Regions from separate parts of the Mus musculus genome. Here region 2 is linked to region 1. The links are chromatin contacts, called in public HiChIP or PLAC-seq maps. All regions are on one chromosome and are shown on one strand. The core of a region is the stretch at or near the end of the contact, and the rest is flanking DNA. Distances in the headings are between cores, read along the strand shown. Region 1 has its middle 220 kb from the start of Pom121l12. Region 2 holds the start of Vstm2a (V-set and transmembrane domain containing 2A).

What was found. HiChIP or PLAC-seq counts read pairs in DNA pulled down with a chosen protein or histone mark.
Region 2: an H3K27ac HiChIP or PLAC-seq map of SST interneurons shows a contact between it and region 1, with 8 times the contacts expected there. The contact joins the promoter of Vstm2a here to the enhancer-like site in region 1. A contact is called at or near these places in 2 of 39 promoter capture datasets (hippocampal neurons and second pharyngeal arch cranial neural crest), 3 of 115 datasets of contacts at active chromatin or transcription factors (SST interneurons, VIP interneurons and astrocytes) and 1 of 9 other capture datasets (adipose tissue).

The regions. Positions count from the first base shown.
Region 1 is chr11:14,815,018-14,821,603 of GRCm38.p6, forward strand. No RefSeq gene overlaps it. Among named protein-coding and RNA genes, the nearest start is that of Pom121l12, 220 kb to the left of the region's middle. Within about 2 kb of position 4,119, at least 4 of the 459 cell types and tissues checked have an H3K27ac peak or open chromatin away from gene starts, as enhancers often do. A contact at or near this core is called in SST interneurons, where this site is marked.
Region 2 is chr11:16,254,197-16,260,782 of GRCm38.p6, forward strand. Vstm2a (V-set and transmembrane domain containing 2A) reads left to right here and starts at 3,546. Exons shown (of 5, transcript NM_001290539.2): 1 at 3,546-3,890; 2 at 5,659-5,825. The coding sequence starts at 3,812.

The DNA.
Region 1 (6,586 bases), core at 2,869-5,368:
GATACCACATACAGGTCCTATGTTGATAAGCACAGCAGAGATTGATATTTTCTATTTGTTCTGCCCCCCCCCATGGTTGTCACCATTGTCTTACATTCTTTCTTCTTTCTCTTTGCTGTCCCCTAAGCCATACAAGGTAGAAACTAAGTGGTCTCTTTTTTTTTTTTTTATTTTTGTGCTCCAACTTCACTTGTATTGTACTGTATTGCTCAAAATTTCTTCCTGACCTCTATCTTCTATTGTAGGCACTTTGGCCAGTTGTAGGTTGTGCATTAACAACTGCCACCTGCAATGAAAGGCTTCTGTTATAAAGACAGACAATTCCTTTGAGAATCCATGAGTAAGAGCACAAGTATTTAAAGGGCAGTTTGAAATATGATTGTTTATCAAAGCATCAGTAGTAAATTTCCCCTTTCAGCCTATACCCAGACTTGTCCCCCAGACATGAACATTTGTCTAGGTTTTAGTATGTTTGTCCATTTCCTAGTGTATCCACATATTTAAATATTATAGATCACATTTACTACAACCTCTACTTTTGAAATACCCATCTATTGCTTTGAGGCATTTTTGATGTCATCTATTTTATGTGTACATCTTTTTTTCTGTTTGTTTCTATACATTTTTGTTTGTCTTTCTCTGAATGTGAATTCTCCCATAGGTATTTTGATATTACCACTTTCATGTCATATATGGAATTTATTCACATAATTCAGTTGATAATTCAAAACAATCTTATGGATAGTGTATTCATATTTGTGTATTTTCTCCATATTGAGTAAAGTAGTTGCCTTTTATATCTTATCTGCTATTGATTATTCCAGCCACATATTTAATATTGATTAAAATTTTATACTGTGTATGTATATGTACACATATATATTTAACTTTTCCGTTTTTGATATTTTCATGAGTTTTTCTAAAATATCTTTTATTTCTTTGTGTTATTATAATTAACTGTTGTATACATTGGCTAAGAATATATATATAAACATATATATTTTTCACTGTTATAGCAACTCCCTTTAACCTTCTCCTTTGAGACTTTCTATGAGAAAATGTTTTTTAATACTAATTATATGTTCTGAAATCAATCATTCTGAATTAATTTAATGTTAGTCAATATATCATTAGGCATTGTTACTGTCTTTATCTTTAAAAAACTGAGACTGGAAATAAAGTTTGGTACATTTACCGTATATATTAGTTTGGGTTTTGTTGCTGTGAATGTCCATCATAAGCAAAAGCACTACGTTTAATTGAGGCACACTTACAATTTCAGAGGTTTAATCCATTATTATCATGGTGGGATCCATGGTGGCATCTAGGAAGAAATTGTGCTGGAGGAGCCAAGAGTTCTTCTACACTTTGATCTGGATGCAGTCAGAAGGAGATTGCCTTTTTCAGGCACCATGAGGAGGTTCTAAACATACAATGGATAGAGCCTGAGCATAGGAGATCTCAAAACCTGATTACACAGTAACATATTTTCCCCAACAAGACCACACCACCTCCAAAAAGACAATAGTTGTAATAGTGTCATTCATTATGGTCAAACATTTAAATACATGAACTAATCTTCAAACTATCATACCTTGTTATTAATTTATTTTGTAAGTTCAAGCTGCACAAGAAGAATGAAGTAAAGAAGCAATGTATTCTATACTTCAGAATTCATTTTAATTAACTTTATTCCAGTTTTCATCCATTGTGAAACACATACTTATCTTCTGAGGATACACTCAGCTCCCCTACAGCTTCCCTGACTCAAGGGTCTATGTTGAATTGCAATCTTAGTAATTTATTTGTATATCTTTTCCTAATTCTAGTTAGTGCAGCCTAATTAACACCCAATTTAATTTTATCTTTTCTTTAATCTGTAGAATGAATCTGTGTTAAAAAAATAAGTTAGCAAAGTCCATATTCCAAGAGTATAGATAGGCAGAGTTAGTTGACACCTGAAAAGGACTATATCTATAGACATCCCTGCTTATATCCTCAGATTCCTGGTTTGTGTATGATCTTAATGCATCCTGCATAACAGGCAACCAGCTTTAGATAATTTTATATTCTCAAAAGTGTAGCTGGGCGTGATGGCACACGCCTTTAATCCCAGCACATGGGAGGCAGTGGCAGGTGGATTTCTGAGTTTGAAGCCAGCCTGATCTACAGAGTGAGTTCCAGGACACCCCGGGCTACACAGAGAAACCCTGTCTCAAAAAACCAAAAAAAAAAAAAAATAAGTGTAGAAAGATATTTTCTTTGACTTTTAACATCTTTCTTGATAGCCACCCACAATTTCTCCTAAAAGAAAATAATTAAAATGTTAGTTCTCTTTTTAATTTTCTGTTTCTGTAATGAGTATCATGATCAAGTGAAACACCTTGAAAACAGGATTTATTTCAGCTTATAGGTCAAGGTGGTCCCTCCATGAGGAATCAAAGGGCATGCGTTCAATCATCACGTGAAACATAGACCATGGAGGAGCTCTGTTTACTAGCTTACTAACAAGTTGAATATCAGCTGCCTTTCCTGGAGAGCCAAGGCCAATTTACCTAGTGATGATACTTCCCATACTGGGATAGATCGTCCTACATCAATTACCTGTAAACCAAATATCCTCATACAAAGGCTATTGTTCAATTTGATGAAAGCAACCCTTCACTAGGTTCTGTCTTCTTGGGATTGTCACAATGCCAAGCAAGATTAGCAGTAGGCATGTTTCTTTTTATTACTTACTTGAAAATTATTTTTTGTATTGTGATACTACAAGAAAATGTTGCAAAGGAATAATAATAATAATAATGAAGAGAAAGTGGCTGTTCAGATTTGGAGGCTTCAAGTTAACAGTGAAGGCACCAACATCTCCTATATCTTTGGAGGTTTTGGTTGTGTACTTTGGACCTCAAAATGTATATGGGCTTTCCCGTGGCAGAGGGCACAGTGGCATAGACTCTTCCCAGAAGACCCATTTAAAGAGGTTATGGACACTAATCTTTCACTTATTTATCATTTGTTTGGTTACTTACTTACTTATTTTGTATGAAATGTAGGAGCTCCATTGTTACTTCTTCAGTTTTCAGTCTATGTCAACTGGGCTTTTATTTCTTAGTTTGTATTTATGTTGCTTGAGCTAGCTTTGAATTCTTTCTGTAGACCAGGCTGAACTTGACCATGAGATCATCCTGCCTCACCTTCCTCTGTAGCTAGCCTTACAGGACTACTTTACTAAACTTGGCAATGGTCTGAATCTTAATGCTGTTGCATTGGAGATTATGTTTGGAGGAAAATGATGTTTTCTGCATACTTTTCAAAACCTACAATCTTATGTTTGCAGAGATCTGCACACAGTACTTATGTGAACCTTTATTGTCTTTATTTTTCCCTGCAATCAGTTGTCATGCATGTCTCAGAATTTTTCATCTGACAATTACTTTCATGACGTATAAGATGGACATATGAACAAGCAAAGTCCATATCAAATCTTAGTTTTACATTTTACTCCTAAGTGTCACATTGCTAAATACTGTCAGTACAGATGGATCTGTTGTTGGTCCCTGTGAGCCTGTAGAGTCTCTGAGTTCTTAGTGTGAAGACAAAAGTTACCATATGTGAATATTCTGTAGGATGGTGAGATTTACAAGAGCCACTGATAAATCCTGCCCTGGAGCAACAAGTTTTTGTTGTTGTTGTTATTGTTGTTTTTTCAGCTGATGAGACATTTGTGTTTGGAGAGTCAGAACTACAAGATACTTTTACATATGTCTCTTTAAACTTTAACTTGGTTAGTCATTTTTTTCAAGTTTTAAGAAAGGTCTTACTTAAATCAGTGTTCTTCTTTGTATGTCTATTCGATCTTTACTTTCAAAATCACCACTCACTAACTTTCATAGCATCAAAGGTAAGCAAACAAGAGAGCCACGGGGTTTTCCTAAAATCCCAAAGAGAAGATAAACAAGAGATGTCAGTAAATAAGCACAAAGGGAATTCTTCAGGCATCTTGCTTCTCTTCTCAGAGAATACCTCCTTTTGAAATCCAGCATAAATCTGTGAATACTGAAGGTGCTTCCCAGGAAGGAAACTGCCTTGTGCTCTGAGGCACTCTGCCAGCTGCAGGGAGTGCAGAATGCCAGAATGCTGGCGCTTTGTCTGAGATAAGCCTTCCAGGAGCAGACTTTGGAACAGTGAAACCATGCTTATTCTAGAAATCTCATTTCAATGGCTCCTTTTAGATGACTATTTCTTGCATTTTTCAGAATAGGTAAGAAAAAAGTTTGGCCTGGACCTCTTAGCCAGAATCTGTTTGTGCAGAGCTTGGTACAAAATGCTATTTCAAAAGCATTAGAAATTCTCCATGTCTGTTTCATAAGCCAGATTATAATCATTATATGAGAGAAACCACTGACCTTTTAGGTTATTTTTCTTAAAGTAGCCAAATGCAGGATCTTTAGTAACTTCTACTCACCAAAAAACTTGGCTGGTTTAGATAGTGAAGGGATTCTTATATAATTAGGGAAATAAACCTCTCTTACAGAGTGCTTGAAAGTGCCACACATCAGCTCTTCATCTATTTGGGAGATATTGCTTTCAGCTGGGCAAATCATTTGGAAATGATGGGGCCACATTTATTTTTCAGTCAATCCTTTGTCTTGAGAGTATTTAGAAAGATGCCTCTTAATGAGAATAAATGAAGGAAATCATTATTTTCTCAAAATTTCATTCATTGGAGTAGAGTAATAGCTTTACATTTGATTGACAATGAAGGCAACTGTGAAGTGAGAGAGACTACTTAGACACTAAGAAAAATGTGTAACAGCTTGCTGTATTCCAGAGTAAAGGTGACTGAGAATCCTCAACTAAAGTGCTCTAAGAAGGGATGCCCTCCACTGGTCTGAGATCCATATAAGAGAAAGGTCAATGCAGGCTTTTCTCCTAGTTAACATACCAAAGTCAAATGAATGTTTATTAGCATGTACAAGGATGGGTAAAACTCATCATGGGTCATGCAAGGCTGAATTATCAGTTAGATACAGGTATAGGAAAGGATGATCTATGTCAAGGATCTTTGAAATCCAGTGTTACTTGTTGTTCTAGGACAACACACAGTTTATAAATTTTAACTTTTCGTCTGACATAATAATATATCTAGGTTCTTTCTGCTAAAGAAATACTTTGAAATGCATTCCCTGTTAGTCACATTTGTACGCATTTGGAATCCTAGCACCTGTAAGGTTGAGTCAGAAGGACTTGGATTTTGCTGTCATCCTTAGATACATAGAGAGTTTGAAGCAAGAATGGGTTACATGCAATCTTGGTGAAAACAAACAAACATACAAGCAACTAGGCAAAAAAGCAAAGTTTCCAACAAAAGGAAAGAAACATCCCCCCAATTAATTGCTAACTTTTACAAAGTTAAAGAAAATACACATCAAGCAAATTGATCAGGAAGTACTCAGCTTAGATGGAAAAAATAAATCTGTATATAAGGTTTTTGAGATAACTCTAGACCTCAGTAAAATTAATCTATATTATGTAAAACAGCAGTTTTCAGACCTGAAGGATTCCATTTTTACAAGCAACTTTTGACCCTATTTTGAGTTTGAAGGGCAAATATGCCTATATTTATAACTACAAACTCCACCATTTGTTGAACAGACATATCACTGACTTGTTTCTGGGAGACGAAAAGTGGTCCCCTACAAATTAAAAGGGTATACACATCTATAGTGTGTAGCTATTTTATATATGAGTGTATTAAAATTATAATAGAGAAATTAGTCCCCAGAGTTTATTGAGTATACTAAACAAATGAAAGTGTATAACACTTACCCTGGCATAGCCTATCACAGATCTGTATCTCTTACTTCATGAGTGATTCAAGGATAGGTTATTAGAGAACTCTCAACTGTCCCTGGGCTTAAACTCAGCTCAGCCCCCACTGTGAAAGCAATTTTGTTGGCAGCCATCTTCCTATTCATTTACTCACTTGTTTGGACCTGAACCTACCATTCTTGCTCATACACAGTTTTACACCTTTACCTTGCAGTAGCTTCATTCTCAATAAATACTCTCAACTCCTTCCCTGAAATAGTTTGGGTCCATTGTCAGATCAACCTAGATTCTTTTCTTTCAACCTCCTCATAATAAACCTCTTTAATTCTGGTTAGACTATTTACCTTTTATTTGAATAGCATATATACATATAAACAGAGATATTTACCCTTGACTGTGTGACATTTAATAAGAGAGTTAATATTAGTAACTGAGATTGAAATAAAAGAAATTCCATTAGCTTCCACCAGAATATCAAAGAAAGTGTGATTACTTGGCAGATTCATACTTTATAAACCAGAACACCTTATCAATTTATTGTTATTTAATAAATTCTGACATTATGGAAACACACATATGTGTTCATGTATGTTTCTTACATGGTGTTTTGGGCCACAGTTATTCTGACATTCAAAAACATAAAGTCTCAACAAAGGAAAAAGATTATAGACCAATTTCCCTTATGAATAGAAATGAGAAACCTCAATGAAACACTTACAAAATGAATTCCTGAACATATTAAAAGATCATCAAC
Region 2 (6,586 bases), core at 2,296-4,795, 1.4 Mb after region 1:
GGTACACAGGACTTGGTTTAAAAAGAACTGATAGTGTAAAATATAAAGTAAACACATTCTGTGCATTTGAGAGCTGAAAGTGAGGAATCCTTTCAAGTTCACTATGGGAAAATACCCCCTGTGTACCTCTTAGGGTAAAGAGATTACATGGTCCCTAGCCAGAGGGCTCTTAGTCCTTCCTCTCCCTTTGACTCAGTGATCAATACATCTCAAAGCTTATGCAAAAGCCTGTAAAGAGACTGTTTGAAAGACAAAGTTAAGCAAGTTTGAGTTTGTAAAAACTGCATAAATGCAACCTACATAGAAGCCAGATGGAAAACAATGGAAAGACTCAAAGGGCCTAAAAGATGTTTGAGGAGAAAGACATTCAGGTAATCCTCTCTAGCAGGAGCTTGGGAGGAAAGAACGGTGGGAACACAATGCTTACAGTTTTAGGAATCAAAATGGCAAATATGAAGTGGCATTAAGAAGAAGTTTGCAGTCATTTTTATAAGATTACACATTACCCATCTTTTGGGAGAAAGAACGGGAAGGAAATGTGTGTTGCACATCTTGATGCAGAAAGCTGGCCTTTACAATCACTTCACCACCAATCTTGGAAATCGCAGCATACTACAGGGACTGTTTCAGAAAACGTCTAGTTTTTAATTGTTAACATATACTTTGCCTTCAGTAAGGTAAAGGTTTCATACTGAATGAAGGTGTTCGCCAACATTGTTTATCTTATTTAAGAAGTAGGTTTTCGCTGGGACTAAGGTCAACAAATAGTACAGCAGTCTTGTATTTTAAGCTCACATTTTTGGGGATACATTCTCAGGTCTTCTTTAGTAGGGGAAACTGCAAAATATAACTGTCATTACACAGGGTATCACAAGAACGCTGGCTGTAACGCCTTTGCCCTTCTATCTAGATATGGATTGCTCAGGAAACTTGACTGTTTAAAGGTATTTTTAATTACTTGAGCCAGCTTTTAAAATTATGCCACATTTAAAATGAAGGGTATATTTTCCTATACTGTGGTTTGTCCCTTTATGAATCAGATACAAGAGGATAAACTTTGCATATTAGTATGTACCATTTGTCCAATACATTTGCTTTTTCTTTATAAAACCCAAACTCATTCATTAATCATGTTTAATCTGCTTAGTTTAGGGAACAATTTGGCAATTTTGTGGATTTTTTTTGAGATTATCGTTCTCTTAAAGTGCCAGTGTTTTAAATAGCGTTCTTGTAATTTCACGCGCTTTTGTGATGGAGTGCTGTTATATAATTTTGACTTGGGTTCTTTACATTTGCGTTGTTAATGTAATTTGAGGAGGAATACTGAACATGAGTCCTGGATGATACTAATAAACTAATAATTACAGAGGTTTAAAAAAAAAACAAAAAAAAAAAAAAAAGAAGAAGTAGGTTTTTCTTTCCTTCTGCTCTTGCCCATTCCTCCTTTCCCTCCTTCCCTCTATCTGGATGCTATCACTTCCTGTTTATGAATTTGGATGGTGTGTCTAATAATCGCTCTTTTCTTTCTTCTTTGCACTTTCAAACTTGTCCCATTGAACTTATCCTGCTCCAGGACTCAGTTTGCCCGTCTACTGCCATCTGCCTTGCTAAGCGGACTCACACAGACCCCTTGTTGTTGGTGGAGCTCTTCCTCTGGACTGGAAACTATTTGGACAGCAGATAATCATGAAGTCAGGTCGTTCTCAAGACACGTTAAGCTAGTGTTTATGCTGAATGCTGCAAAGAAAGCTAAAACCCTGTAATCTCTTCCCACATGTCAAGTTAGGCCTAACATTTAAATGACAAGATGACCTGCCAGATGAGCATTGAATGCGTGCAATATGTTGTTTGGTTTTTGAAGTATTGGTTGCTGTGGAGTGTTTCCCTGCATTGTGTTTCTATGCACTGAACAGCTTCTCCAAGACAAAATGGTAGAACAGAAGAAAGACTTTTTAAAAAAAAAAATTATGACAGACTTCAAAATCCTTTTTCTGCATTGGTTGCAAGGAAGATGGAGAATATGTCTAGCTTAAACATAACAGATGTGAAATATTCCCCATGCCTATCAGTAATGGGAGTAACTATATTTTCACAAAATAAAATGTTTTGCCATGAAGTTCATGTACCTTCATTTTTTATTTTTATTTTTATTTTTTGATATTTTAAGTTCCTGATGCATTCAACTGTAGCAGACAAGTGCTTTAAAATACTATGGCCATGGTAGGGTTAAGTTTTTGTGTGACAGGAAAGCCATCAGCCAAGCACAAACTCAAAACTTATAAAATGGAAATATATAAACTTCACTGGTTTCTGGTAGCATTATTAAGATTAATGCATATTTCCAATTACTAAGGAAGACTATATGTCTATCTACATAGGAAACTATAATGAAAATAATTTAAATTATTCGGTGATTTTGGATAAAAATAAAATTTAAAATGCAAGTTCATTGACCCAGGGTTGAGTTGGGCAAGAACTGATAGGAGTTTCTGAGTGTATTTGTTGTTTTAAGATTCTTAATTTTAAGAATACAGTATACAACTCAAGCTTTTCCAAAGCAAATGACTAGGCTTATTCCAAGTCCTGAAACTTACTGGAGGGTTGTGTGTGTGTGTGTGTGTGTGTGTGTGTGTGTGTGTGTGTGTGTGTGTGTGTCTGTGTGTGTGTGTGTGTGTGTGTGAGAGAGAGAGAGAGAGAGAGAGAGAGCCTGCTAAAATATTGTCTATTCACATAATCCTAAAGACTATTATGTAATTAATGTTATGCAAAAGGAACTGAACAAAACAAAAATAAATCTTGTAAAGAGGACCTTAATGATTTGCAAAACCCCTCCTCCACCCAGAATACTGTGGGAGGGAGGCAACGCAGGCAATGGGTATAAGCATGAAAAAGATGATACGCATAGCGTTATGGACTTTTCCTTCTGGAGCATTCTCTAATACATGACTTTTGTACTTTTTGTGCCTTCCATTCGCCAGCTGGAGTGATCTGGTGCCTGCATGAATGGCCTCTCCTGGGCTGTAAACTGCTTACAATACATTCTGGTGAAATAATAATAGCATAAGATCATTTTAGCTGGAGCAGTTAATAACTGGTTAAGCGCCTTTTTCCTCCGTGGGCTGTTTTCATCTCCCCAAAGCAGTCACTCCCAACCCACCCCACTCCTCCTCCGTCTTTAACAATGCCTCAACTTCCTCCTGAAATCCCTAACCCCTACCCCAGAGCAAACGCCAAGACCCTAAACCTGTCCTTCTCTCTTTGCAAAACGCCATCTGATCCAGCTAAACCCGAGCTGACTGATGGGAGTAAAGGCGGACTGGAGAGCAGAGATCTGCCAGGGCCCCGCATCCCCACCCCCGGCCGGCAGGTGCGCAGTCCCGGCGCTCAGAGAGTTAAAGGCATCATTGCAGCCATTAGAGGCAAAGTTGGGCGCCGCGCGAGCCCAGTCCGCGCCGCCCTGCGCCCGCTCCACTCGCCGCGGGCTCGCTGGGCGTGGGGAGGGCGGCGAGCACGCAAGCCGAGCGACTGACGTGGGACGAACTGCCAGGTAGCGGAAGCAGCCAGCCGGCGGCGGAGACACTTCACGGCGTGGCAACCCGGGTCTGTGCCTTGAAGCCTCCGGATCGCAGCCAGCTCGGTCCATCCCTCACTAGTCGCAATCCCCTGTGTCCAAGCTACTCTTTGCTATGAGCGGCAGCATGCGTGCAGTATCGCGCCCCAGGCTCTGAGAGCAGCCTGCGGACACGCTTGCCTATCTGTCTTTTTAGGTTTTGGGGCTCTGGGCTACACGGATGTGCCCCACTCCCTTGGCATGATGGGGATCTTTTTGGCGTCTGTTGGATTTATGTTCTTTTCCGTGTTATATGTACAACAAGGGCTTTCTTCTCAAGGTAAGTCGGTTGCTTGTGATGTGTTTGTGGTGATGCGTGTGTGTGCTGAACCAACTCGAAGAATGGACAGACAGCTGGAGAGTGGCTCAAACCAAGCCAATAGCGGGTTTAGATAGTATGAATAGTGTTCATTTGGGCTTTTTCTCCCAAAGTTTATTAATTGCAAGCAAGCCAGGTTTCCGAGAAACATCTAGTAGATGCAAGCCAGGTAATGATGGGTGAGTTCAGTGAGCACATACACAGGTGTGTGTGTGTGTGTGTGTGTGTGTGTGTGTGTGTGTGTGTGTGTGCATTTTCACTGTGCATGAAGAAGGCAAGCACTCAGGAATACAAAGCTGCTCTTTGGAAGGGGCTCCTCTCTGGAGGCAGAAAGCTGTAGTCCCCTTCTCTGGTCCCTGTGACTTCTTCCCCATGTGTTTACCAGAGGACCCACAAGGAGCTATGAATTGCATCATAAGAGGCAGCAGCCTGCTGGGCCCAGTTGTTCAGGACTTTGCAGGCTGCGGTGGTTGCTTCAACACCATGAGCAAATCACAGTTTTTGCCTGCTGAAGACTGCATCACTTCTGCAAGCAGAAATGCCCCAGTCCACTAGCTAATGTAAGCAGAAAAGCCTTTTCAGACGGTACCTTTTGAATAGTGTCCATTTCTATAAAACATAAAATGTTCACTTTAATTATTGCTCAATTTGGGGTTTCATAAAACAGTGAAAAGAGACACCCAGATTCACTATCTTTAAGAAAAGAGGAGAAAGTGGCTGTAATCATTCCTGCCAGCCTTTCAGTCACCCTCCTTTCATATGTGTGCCTGTGCTTGTCCTCTTCTCTCCCCCACAAATAAAAGGCTCCTTCTAGACAGACATCAGGTCTTTGCAAAGTACCCCTTGGATAAGCTAAGAACAATCGCCTTCTTAACAAAAAAACAAAAATTCCATGTTCGAGGATCCCTCTAGGGAGGGAGGGGATTTTATTTTTGTGACTTTCACATGGATCTATTAATCTTACAAGCTGGCAGTGTCAAGGTTAGTTGCAAAGGGGCTAGACGGAGTCTCTGTGGTATCTTTCAAATAATCTTTGATCTGATCTAAACATGCGATGTATGATTTTTATATCTCCTTACATATTGCAATTTACAATGGCTTGAAGGGAACAAATGTGAAGGTTAACTTGTGGAGATGAAACATATGCCTCTTAGATAGTGTGCAACTTGTTTCACTACTGTGGGCTCCAGAACAAAATTGCTAACCACTGTTTTGAGAGATTAAGAATGGGCATTTTGACATATACTTATGACCCACTTCTAACAGGAAACATCCCAGTTAGTCATAGATTGTTGAGAAACTTAAGAATCTAGAGGCTTCCTCATAGATCATTTTTGACAGATGGTCTAAATTGCACCTCCCTGGGTCTCTCAGTAAGTTTTAGGGAATGCTGCAATCTGACAAAAGATGTTTGATTCTAACTCTAGGCATCTTGGCTAGCAACAAGAGCTATTGGCAAGCTCATTAACCTTTCCATTATCTGGACTTGATCAACAACAAAGTGATTTAGGCACTACACCAAGAGCAAGACATGCAGAGGCAGAACAGTGGGGATGGGGAGGCCCACAGGGGTGTGCTAAGGGCTTGTTGTTGCTGTTTTTCTTTTCTTTTTTCAAGGCCCACGAAAAAGAAAGGCCAAGCAAACAAAAACTTGTGTTGAGTTCTCCAGGAAAGAGACATTGGCAAAGCTGGTGTAGATACACCAAAACGGTGCATTTTTGTCTTGCAGCAAAATTTACCGAGTTGCCGAGAAATGTGACTGCTACCGAAGGGCAAAATGTGGAGATGTCCTGTGCTTTCCAAAGCGGCTCTGCTTCAGTGTACCTGGAGATCCAGTGGTGGTTCCTTCGGGGGCCAGAGGACCTGGAGCAAGGCACGGAGGCTGCAGGCTCGCAGGTAGCCATAGCTCAAAGCCCACAGAGCCCCCGCATGTCACTTTGTTAGTTCTGTGCAGGTCTATCTAATCATTAGCCAGGGACCAAGGCACTGCCCATGGGGCTTCCTTGCGCTGGGAGAGTGAGCAAGGTTGAATTTGTCCTAGTGACAGTAAGTGAAAAACACCTAGGAAGTCGCAGGATCTGAGGGAGACTTTCCCAATTTAGACTGGAATTAAACAGCTCTTAGTAACGGGTATTATGGAGCTATCCAAACAGGCAGTGTGTCTCTGATACAGCTCAGGACATTCTCCCACCCTCCACCAGCCTTCTGTTTTCCCAGCATCAAGAGGGATGTTCCTCCTCTCCTTTCTATTCTCTTCTAGTCTGTCTGTCTGTCTGTCTGTCTGTCTGTCTCTTTCTCTCTCTCTCTCTCTCTCTCTCTCTCTCTCTCTCTCTCTCTCTCTGAAGGAGTGAGAGAGGCGGGCAGGAGGGAGGGAGGGAAGGAAGGCGGAGGTGGGGAGGGGGAGGAGAAAGAGGAGGGGAGGTAGCAATGGGGTAGACATCAGAAAATAAAGGAGAGGCCCTGGACTTGAGAGGAAAGTAGAGCAGGAGATGAGTAAAGGAGGGAGAATGGAAGAAGAGGAGGAAGGAAAATCTAAAGAGAAGCTAGAAGAGTCGTGGTAAGAGCGGGAACCCGGAGGCCCACGAAGCAAAAGGGACTCGGACCTGAGACCTAGAGGATGAGAAAGTCTGTAGAAGAGAGCTGCGGACTGGTCAGCA